2 separate regions of the Mus musculus genome follow, and region 1 is linked to region 2. A link is a contact called in public HiChIP or PLAC-seq data. All regions are on one chromosome and are shown on one strand. The core of a region is the stretch at or near the end of the contact, and the rest is flanking DNA. Distances in the headings are between cores, read along the strand shown.

Evidence for each region. HiChIP or PLAC-seq counts read pairs in DNA pulled down with a chosen protein or histone mark.
Region 1: an H3K4me3 HiChIP or PLAC-seq map of the 230-238 cell line shows a contact between it and region 2, with 10 read pairs. The contact joins two enhancer-like sites. A contact is called at or near these places in 1 of 15 datasets of contacts at CTCF or cohesin (large pre-B cells), 33 of 484 Hi-C or Micro-C datasets (B cells, the C2C12 cell line, CD4 T cells and 20 more) and 6 of 115 datasets of contacts at active chromatin or transcription factors (the 230-238 cell line, astrocytes, embryonic stem cells and 3 more).

Annotation. Positions count from the first base shown.
Region 1 is chr6:59,183,776-59,188,718 of GRCm38.p6, reverse strand. No RefSeq gene overlaps it. Among named protein-coding and RNA genes, the nearest start is that of Tigd2, 23 kb to the left of the region's middle. Within about 2 kb of position 3,243, at least 141 of the 459 cell types and tissues checked have an H3K27ac peak or open chromatin away from gene starts, as enhancers often do. A contact at or near this core is called in the 230-238 cell line, B cells, the CH12 cell line and 1 more, where this site is marked.
Region 2 is chr6:58,996,519-59,000,883 of GRCm38.p6, reverse strand. The region is part of intron 2 of Fam13a (family with sequence similarity 13, member A); the gene reads left to right. Among named protein-coding and RNA genes, the nearest start is that of Gm52905, 21 kb to the left of the region's middle. Within about 2 kb of position 1,508, at least 72 of the 459 cell types and tissues checked have an H3K27ac peak or open chromatin away from gene starts, as enhancers often do. A contact at or near this core is called in the 230-238 cell line, B cells, the CH12 cell line and 1 more, where this site is marked.

The DNA of each region.
Region 1 (4,943 bases), core at 1,994-4,493, 190 kb before region 2:
TTGAAGAGCATGCAATTGACTAAAATGAATAATTTTCATTTTTGCTGTCAGGGTTAGTTGAGAATCTTTTCTTCAGAGGTCGCTTGAGCTGGAGAGAAGCTCTGGCTCCTCTAGACTTTCTTCCCAGTGCTGTACCTCAGTGAGGATAAGTCAAAGGATGTGCTTGACCATGGCTTTTCCTGGAAGCATGGAGGAAGTTTTGCTTCTGTGTGGACCTTCTTGTAAAATGAACATCGGTCCATTGTCTAGAAGAGTATTTCTGGGCTATGGGGTGGGAGACCTCAGGATATCCTGATTGATCTTAGCTTCCCCAATTTGAGCTAGATATGGTCCATGTTTTCCTGTGATTCTGATTTCCAATAGCTTTGCTATACCATACATATGGTTGATCTCATCTGTGATGCAAATATAAATAGAAAAGATTGGTGGGTCATTGTATATCCCTTCCTTTGTCTAGAGAGGCAGCTCTGATAGATGTTGGGAGCTATAAGCACAGCCCCATTGAGTACCATAGGGTCATTTCCCAGGTATGACTGGTTAGGCCTCACACATACATGTAGTCATATTCCACGATATTTTTGCTTGTGATCTGCCTGTTTTTGATGGATGCCTCCATTCTACACATTAGTTCCTTTTAATGTGTCCTATGTAGGACATATCAAAGTAAAGTGAGCCTAATGCTTGAGAGATAGAACTCCTTCTCTTCCCACAAAGGATACATAGTAGCTTAGCAATCTACTATTTATGGTAAAGTAGACTAGAGGGGAAGAGTAAAGTAGATGCAGAGGGGAGTGGGACTCCTACACATCTCACAAAGTAGCTTAACAAGTGATAGCTCATAAACAACCAGTAAGAAGGACACATGCTCCACTATGTTCATAGCAGCCTTATTTATAATAGCCAGAAGCTGGAAAGAACCCAGATGCCCCTCAACAGAGGAATGGATACAGAAAATGTGGTACATTTACACAATGGAGTACTACTCAGCTATTAAAAAATGAATTTATGAAATTCCTAGGCAAATGGATGGACCTGGAGGGCATCTTCCTGAGTGAGGTAACCCAATCACAAAGGAACTCACACAATATGTACTCACTGTTAAGTGGATATTAGCCCAAAAACTTAGGATACCAAAGATATAAGATACAATTTGCTAAACGCATGAAACTCAAGAAGAACGAAGACCAAAGTGTGGACACTGTGCCCCTTCTTAGAATTGGGAACAAAACATCCATGGAAGGAGTTGCAGATACAAAGTTTGGAGCTGTGACGAAAGGATGGACCATCTAGAGACTGTCATATCCAGGGATCCATCCCATAATCAGCTTCCAAACGCTGACACCATTGCATACACTAGCAAGATTTTGCTGAAAGGACCCAGATGTAGCTGTCTCTTGTGAGACTATGCCGGGGCCTAGCAAACACAGAAGTGGATGCTCACAGTCAGCTATTGAATGGATCACAGGGCCCCCAATGGAGGAGCTAGAGAAAGTACCCAAGGAACTAAAGGGAACTGCAACCCTATACGTGGAACAACATTATGAACTAAGCAGTACCCCGGAGCTCTTGTTCTAGCTGCATATGTATCAAAAGATGGCCTAGTCGGCCATCACTGGAAAGAGAGGCCCATTGGACTTGCAAACTTTATATGCCCCAGTACAGGGGAACCCCAGGGCCAAAAAGGGGGAGTGGGTGGGTAGGGGAGTGGGGGGTGGGTATGGGGAACTTTTGGGATAGCATTGAAAATGTAAACGAGGAAAATACCTAATAAAAAAATAAATTAAAAAAAGAAAGAAAGAAACTACCTGAAAGGTCTGTATTGCTCCAGGTAAAATAGAAAGGGGAGATTCCTATGCCTTACGGTTTTTCCCAATCTCATTTCTGTTCTCTTCATCTGTCAGCAAATATTTTATTTTAATTTAGACAGCAAGCCGACTAGTCAAGATACCATCAAAGTGACATGGTGGCTTCCATCTAGATTGAAGGCACTATGACGGTAACACAACCATCTGCCATCTACTTTCTGCCAATGGTGAGCTCAACTCCATGATGAAAATAAGTCTACTCTTCCACTAGGGCATGATTGTAGGGATCCGAAAATCTCAGATTAAATGTGGTCACTTACTTTAACTGTTTTAAATAAGTACTAGACCTCAACCCAAAGGAGAGTCCCTGGGTAGATTTCGGAGTGGCTAGAATCACAGTGGCTTCCTCCCAGATGGCTTCTAGAAAGAGATAGAGAGAGGGAATTTAACCACCATTCAACTTTTCTGTTAAAACCACACTGGGCCTGTCTCTCAGGGTTCCAGAGGACTGGGAGAAGGATGGGAGGAGCAGGTGTTTTAAAAGAAACCAAAGGTTGTCTGTCTCCAGGCTGAGAGCAGCTTCACATATCTCCGTAAAGAATGTGGTCTATGCTACTTCAGACAGTCTTCTCATTCAGTTTTCTAAGCGAGTTGGTCCCTTTCTTCCTGTGGCCCTTAATATGCATAGAGCAGAGACTTCCCTCTTAGAATCTTTTCTTGGGTCAGGTTTCATCATGAGTAGCATAAGTACTTTGACTTTAGGTTAGTAAGACAAATAGGTTTTGCTTGTTTTCTTTTGTTATTACTGGTTTTGTCTCTGTTCAAGTCTTTGGTGGTCCAGTGTTTTAACTTGCTTAAATAAAATCATACATCCCGTGTGGTCCCTTTTATTTTGTCTTAAACAGGTAGGCTGAAAATAGAGAAGAAAGGTAGAAATAATTATCATTCCAAAAATAAAAGTGCAAGATTCAATCTCAACTGGGGTAAAATTCATGAAGAATTACTTCGTCCAATTGTCAGTGATTAACTCCAGAACTGAGTGGTCACAACCCTGAGGCCTGGCTACCTGCATGTACAAACACGCGGAGGAGTAGGTAAGAGAGGTTTTCCTTTCTAGCATTTCAAAGAAAAGAGGAGAAACAAAAATACCAGTCTTGGGGTCCAGCCCCACCCACTGCCATTCCAGGATGCTGGAGAGACCCTGGCCATGCTCCCTGTTCCCTTCACAGTTTGGCTAGGAAAACACTGGCCCGGGATGAATCTCAGGATAATCTTCGAAATTGAAAGCATCATGGTGAGTCATGGAGGATTGCAGGAACAGATTCATTTTCTCAGCTGATTAAAAGAAGGAGAAAACAGGAAGTGCAAGGCTGTAAGCGCTCGGCCAAGTTTTAGTGAAAGCAGAAGATGTTGCTGTTTCCTGGACGGACGTGCCGTTTGTGCCTCAGAGAGCACGAAGCTGCCTTTGTGCTACTCTGTGAGTCATCACAGCAGTTGCAGATCACCAGATAGGAGGAACACAGTGTCCATTTCACGCTGGCTGTTTTTTTCCTCAGTGGAGTTGGTTCTTCTTTATTCTCCTGACACTTCAAGCTAAAGGTAGCTGCAGGTGACCTGTTACTTTTTGGAGATCTAATGGGGTTTGAGATGTCCTGCCATGTTTCCCTTTCCTGTTGTTCCACACTTGGTTGCTATAGAGACATATTTTGGATAATGACATGTGTCACTCCCTCTCTTACGTTCACTTAGAGCTTTAGGGTTCTTGTTATCTCTCGCCGATTTTAGCCACCAGCCTAACATAAACCGTTCACAGCACTGAGCAATGTGTGGGGGTTGTTGATTTTTATTCCAGTCATTGGAACAGTTAAGTGGAAGCTGCTGCTGCTCCTCAGGTGTTTCTGTTTGACCATGCGCTATCATGTCCTCAATGTGACTGGCAGATTTGTTTCCTCATGCTCTTTTAAGTAAAGTAAAGCATGAGACTGGCTGAAAGAACATATTTGAAAAACTGAGGCAGGGGATGCATCCTGCCTGTCACAGGCTATTTGGAGTCAGCCCCCAGGAAGCTCAGTAAGTCACACTTGAGTTGATTCTGTTTGGTTTGAAACATCTTGCATGTAGGCAGGACGTTTTCTATGAGTTAATTCACACTATATGTTTAAAACATTCTCTAAAGCATTTTCATTAAAATGACAAATTTTTGTGAATTTTTCCCCATTAAATGGACATTACTAACTTGAGAGTGTGGTGTATACTTGTGAGTTTAGAGTGATGGAATACAACATGTAGAATAGTTGAGAGCCAATTAATACACTGCATACTATCTTAGCTGATAATATTATACTGTTATCCCTCTAGCATTACCACTAAGCCACATGACCAGCTCATTTCTAGTTATTGATAACTATGTAACCCATGGGTTTTGGATGCCTGGGTTTAAATTAAGGCTTAAACTGGAATTATTGAGACAGTGTTCTCAAATCTCACATGAATATTTTTAAACCTGGAATGCTGTGGTGAGAAACTCTAAACTATATGGTAAATGTCAATAAACATTGAAAAACTTGGGAATGAAATATTCTGGGGAAAGAGTTATAAATCTTTATTGACTTTGTTCTAAATTAGAAACTCATTATGGATTTGAATGTAAACATATACTGTGAAGTTTCAGAGAAATTCTCTACTTTGTATAGTTTGTATAGAGACCCATGTCTCTCCATTATTATAATTCAGTCTCCTGCCATAAAAGTCCTTTGTTGAAGCCAGACATGGTGACTTAGATGCGCAATCCCATACTTGGGAGGTTGAGGTAGAAGATCATGAATTCCCGGTCAATTGGGGCTACAAAGTGGGTGGATACTGTGAGCTATATAACATGATGAGAGAGGGGTAGGATGAAAGAATGAGAAAGCACCTGAGAGGAGAGAGACAGACAGATAGACAAACAAATGGACAGACAGACAGATGGAGAGAATCTCCCTTACTGGATATAGATGAGAAGATATAGAGACACCTATACTCCTACACAGGGACTGGGCTGGACGAGGGCATGCACACTTATTTTTTACAAGGGTACACATTTGTGTTCATTGGAAATAAATTTTCTCTTCTAGTTAGCAGGTATATAGGTGATAAAAT
Region 2 (4,365 bases), core at 259-2,758:
CACACACAAACACACCGTGACATTACACACATACATACATAAATAAACAAATAATACAAACACATCTTCAAGCACTAGTATTCCTACAAGACTACATTCACAGTAGAGAAGGAAGACGTAGGAGCAGCTGCTGTTTTCAGAGAATGAAAGTTCAAAGTAAGGGGAGCTGTTGTTTCATGGAAGCAAAAACAGTAATTATTTAACCTGTAATTAAAATTCCAAAAGTGGGTTGTTTCCCTGAGTAACATTATATGATTGTCCCAAAAAAATGATATAAGAATTAGTTTGGCACAAGTTTATTTTAACTTTGTTTTACTCTTTCACTTGATAGGAAACTAAAAGAAGCTACTGAGGAAACACAAGCCCACCCCATAATTACATGCATGGCTAGTTTGAAGTAGACTTTGTTGCTGTTCTAGCATAAAGAGTTTAAGTAGGAGAAAGAAAGATGATTGCCAGTTATTATTCATCTCTGCTGGGTATTCTTAGCTAGAAATATGACCTAACTGCTGAAGAACAGCTTGTAAGTAAGTGTATATTTTTTGTGTTATGTCTAGCAAGAGACATGCTTAGCTGTTTTCAATATATTTCCATGTGTCTGCAACTTCCATTTTTGCTATCATTTTATTACTCAGAATCCTTTGCTTCAATCCCCAAAACAGAACTATTACAAGACTCATAAATTCCTCACTGATTCTTTTAAAGATGGTTTTAAAATTATACTGATTTCTTTATATTCAAAGTAGTACTTTATGGATTGATAGCTGCAACCTGCTACTTTCCAAAATAGTAATTTTGAGTACTGAAGGCTGTATACTATATGTCGATGGTGTGGTTTCACTAGATTTTTCTTAAGGAAATAACAGACCCACCTAACAGATAAGATATACCTTCTGAGATAGGTACACAGCACAAGCAGCTCCATCTATAAGGATTCAGGCAAAGTGCTTAGGGATGAACAACTGTCATTAGTTAGATTGATTCTGGAAGATCAGCATAAAGTAGGACAGAAAACTCAACTGGTTGCAGTCTGGGAGGAGTCAGCCTTCATCGAAAATGAAATGGATCAGGACAGATGGAAGATGGAGCAAAGCAGTCCTCAGTTCTCAAAGACAAGGGAGCGGAAGATCCATATAGGCAGGTCACACAGATACGTACCTAGTCACTGGTGCTCATCTGGTGAGGTAAGAGTGTGGAGAAAGGGCCTGGAAGGAGGCTACTGGGTACCAATGGAGGCATTAGAGCCCAGGTTTAGATGGAGGAGAGGGTTGGGTGCAGGGACAAAGAACCAATGAGGGCCCACATTCCTCATTTTGCTTCACCGTGAGTTTCTTCTTCTGTGACTTGCTGTTCGCCTCATAGTCAGGCTGTGCCCTGTATTTCTCTCTTGGGCATTTCATTTGCTTCTGATGTTTCTGCAATAAAGCAGGACTGTTAGCACCCTGGGTCTAAGTAAATACCTTCTGTGGTAACAGTTCACTGTCCACTACAGTCCCTCTTCAGCCTGCTAAGTCAACAGAGAGCCAGGTGTCTTTCTTTGAAGGGAAAGGAAACAATAGCTATAGAGCAACACCTGCTAGGACCATGTGTCAAGTTTACTGCAGTTACAGTAGCTCAGATAATACGTGTCATTGTTCCCCAGATTGCTCCCTTGGGATTAGCCAGCCCTGCTGAAACAATTAGGGGAACAGAAAGTGAAGCAAAACTTCGGTAAGGCTGAAGCAAAACAAACACATGCCTCTGCACGTTACACAGGAACAGGAACATTCTTGGCAAGCACGTCCATACTCTGTTCTCTTTCAGATTCTAGGCTGGAATCCAAAAACAGGAACCCCCAACTCCATTGATCAGATTCACATCAAAGCAGCTTGCCCTTGATGTTCTCCCATGCCCCCTCTGCCTGTTGCTGTCTACCTTCTTCCTCCTGGCATCCGGTCAGATCTGCCTGGGATCTTTGACTAGTTTATGTTTCCATTTGTCTGAGTTCTCACTGTCTACAAACCTGGCTTTGGGCTTCTAGTACTTATTTCCACCGGAACCAAAGCTCCCTGCCTTCACTTTCATCTTCCCCATGCTCAACCCCCACCCACCTTCAGGCCCCAGGTGTCTATCCAACAGATTTTACGCTTGAGTTCCACACAAATTCCTGGACGGCCTGTGTGGCCTCTGCTTCATCTAAGTCTGAGATGTTTGCTTCAGGGTCTGCCAAGCTGTAGCCAGTCTTACTGAGCTGACTCCAACCACATGGCTTCTCAGGCTTGCAACTGATAGGCAAACTCAACCTGTCTTCTAGCAAGGGTCCAGTTCTTCCTCGTTTCCTAGTTCAAACCAAAGCTAAATTTCTATCAGCAAGTATGGACTTGCTTGAGTCAGGGTCAGGGTTTTATCTGCCTTCTAATTGTCCTGAAAGAATTTTGATAGATTTATTTCCCAGTTAGTTGTTTGGGATGCAAGATCATTCTTCAGGATTTTGCCCATTTTTAATTGGTGGAGCCTTAAACCTATGTAAAATTTATGTGAGGCTAGATATGTTGCTCAATGAGAAAATGGGCAAAGCCCTGGGTTTGATTTTCTGTACCACAAACAGGGAGATATCTGGAAATTATGTCATATTATTCCTATCTTTGTATGTAGGTAACTTTAAAAACGTGTAGACAGCTTTTTTATGGCAGAGGGAAATACCTTCTTAAACAATTTATGCTATAATTTGTAGGTTTGTGGTGTTTTTGTTATATTTTTCTAGTTTTAAATTTTGATTGTTATTAGTTTGATTTTTGCCTTTGAAAGATATGTTTTCGAAAACTCCTCATTATCAGCCAGGTAGGATGGTGCACACCTTTAATTCCAGCACTCAAAAGCTAAAAGGCAAGCTAATATCTGTGAGTTCCAGACCAGCCTGATCTACACACCAAGTTTCAGGACAGTCAGAGCTACATAATGAGGCCTGTTTCAAAACAAACAAACAAGTTGACTATCATGGAATGATTTACACAAGTATGTACCCCAGATATTTTATTAATGGCTAGATTTGTTATAGGCTGTCAGAGTGTACAAACAAGCCGTTTATTTAGTATATACTTAATTTTTTTAATCACATGAGAAATTAAATAAGTGTTTGGACAGATTCAAGCACAAAGAATTACCTTTTTTTCCTTCCTCTTCTTGACTGGAATAGTCTAAGATGAGGGGAAACTATGGAGTTCAGCTGCTGTGTGTATATGTGTATGTATGTGTGTATGGGTGTGTAATGCAAATAGCATATTCTTCAATAGTCAAATCAATTTTAATTATTTTTGATGTTTTATAAGACACATATAAGTTAAAGTTTGCCATTTCCATCATCTTAAATGTACAGTTCAGCGATTTCTTTAAATGCATTCTGTTGTTAGATACCTGTCACTGCCGTCCATCACTAGAAACCCTTCAGAACTTACAAGACTAAATGCTAGCCCATGGTCCATTAATTCCTCATCGCTTCCCTCTCAAGCCCAGCCCCTGGTAGCCATCATTCTTCCTTTGTCTTATATCTATGATGCTGTAGGCACCTCACCCAACTAGAGCCAAGCAGAATTTATCCTTTTGTGACTATTACATTTCCCTTAGCATAATATCCTCAAGGCTCATCCTCCCTGTAGCATGTGTCAGAAGCCCATTGTTTTTGAAGGCAGGTCCCAAGGAGTGAACTCAGATTAGACTTGGTAGTAAATGCCTTTACCAGTTGCACAAACTCACTGGCTCAAGTTGTTTCTGTCTTTGGCTATTGTAAACAGTACAGCTTGTGAGCATGGGTGTACAAATTGCCAGCTCAAACCCCTGCTTTTAGTTCTAATACATACAGAATTGTTGGATTTATTTTTGAGAATTCCCATACTGTTTTGCATATTAGCAGCACCAATTTCCATTTCCAATAATCACAAATTAGAGTTTCAATCTTTTTCCATCTTCACCAACAATCATTAATTTCTGTTTCTAGTAATTTCCTTTCCTATAAATTTGAAATATGTAGGAATCTTTGAATATTGCTTCTTGCTGACTAAGAATCCAAATTATAATTGAAGGCTAGCCTAGTCTCCAGAGGTAGTTCCATGACAACCAAGGCTAAACAAAGACACACTGTCTCAAAAAACAAAACAAAAAAATTAAAAAGAATCTGAATCTTATGTAGGATTGGATGTCTATTTTTGAAATGTATCATAACAGATTTTCATATGCAAACCTAGCTATAGAGCAAATTTTCAGTATGATGACCAACAGTGAGAAACTGATATTATTCAAGAGTTTTTGAGAGATTTCATCCTGCATTCTTGATATAGGAGCATCATTGCTCAGACTTTTTATATAGTAAGAGGTAAAGACACAATCTGG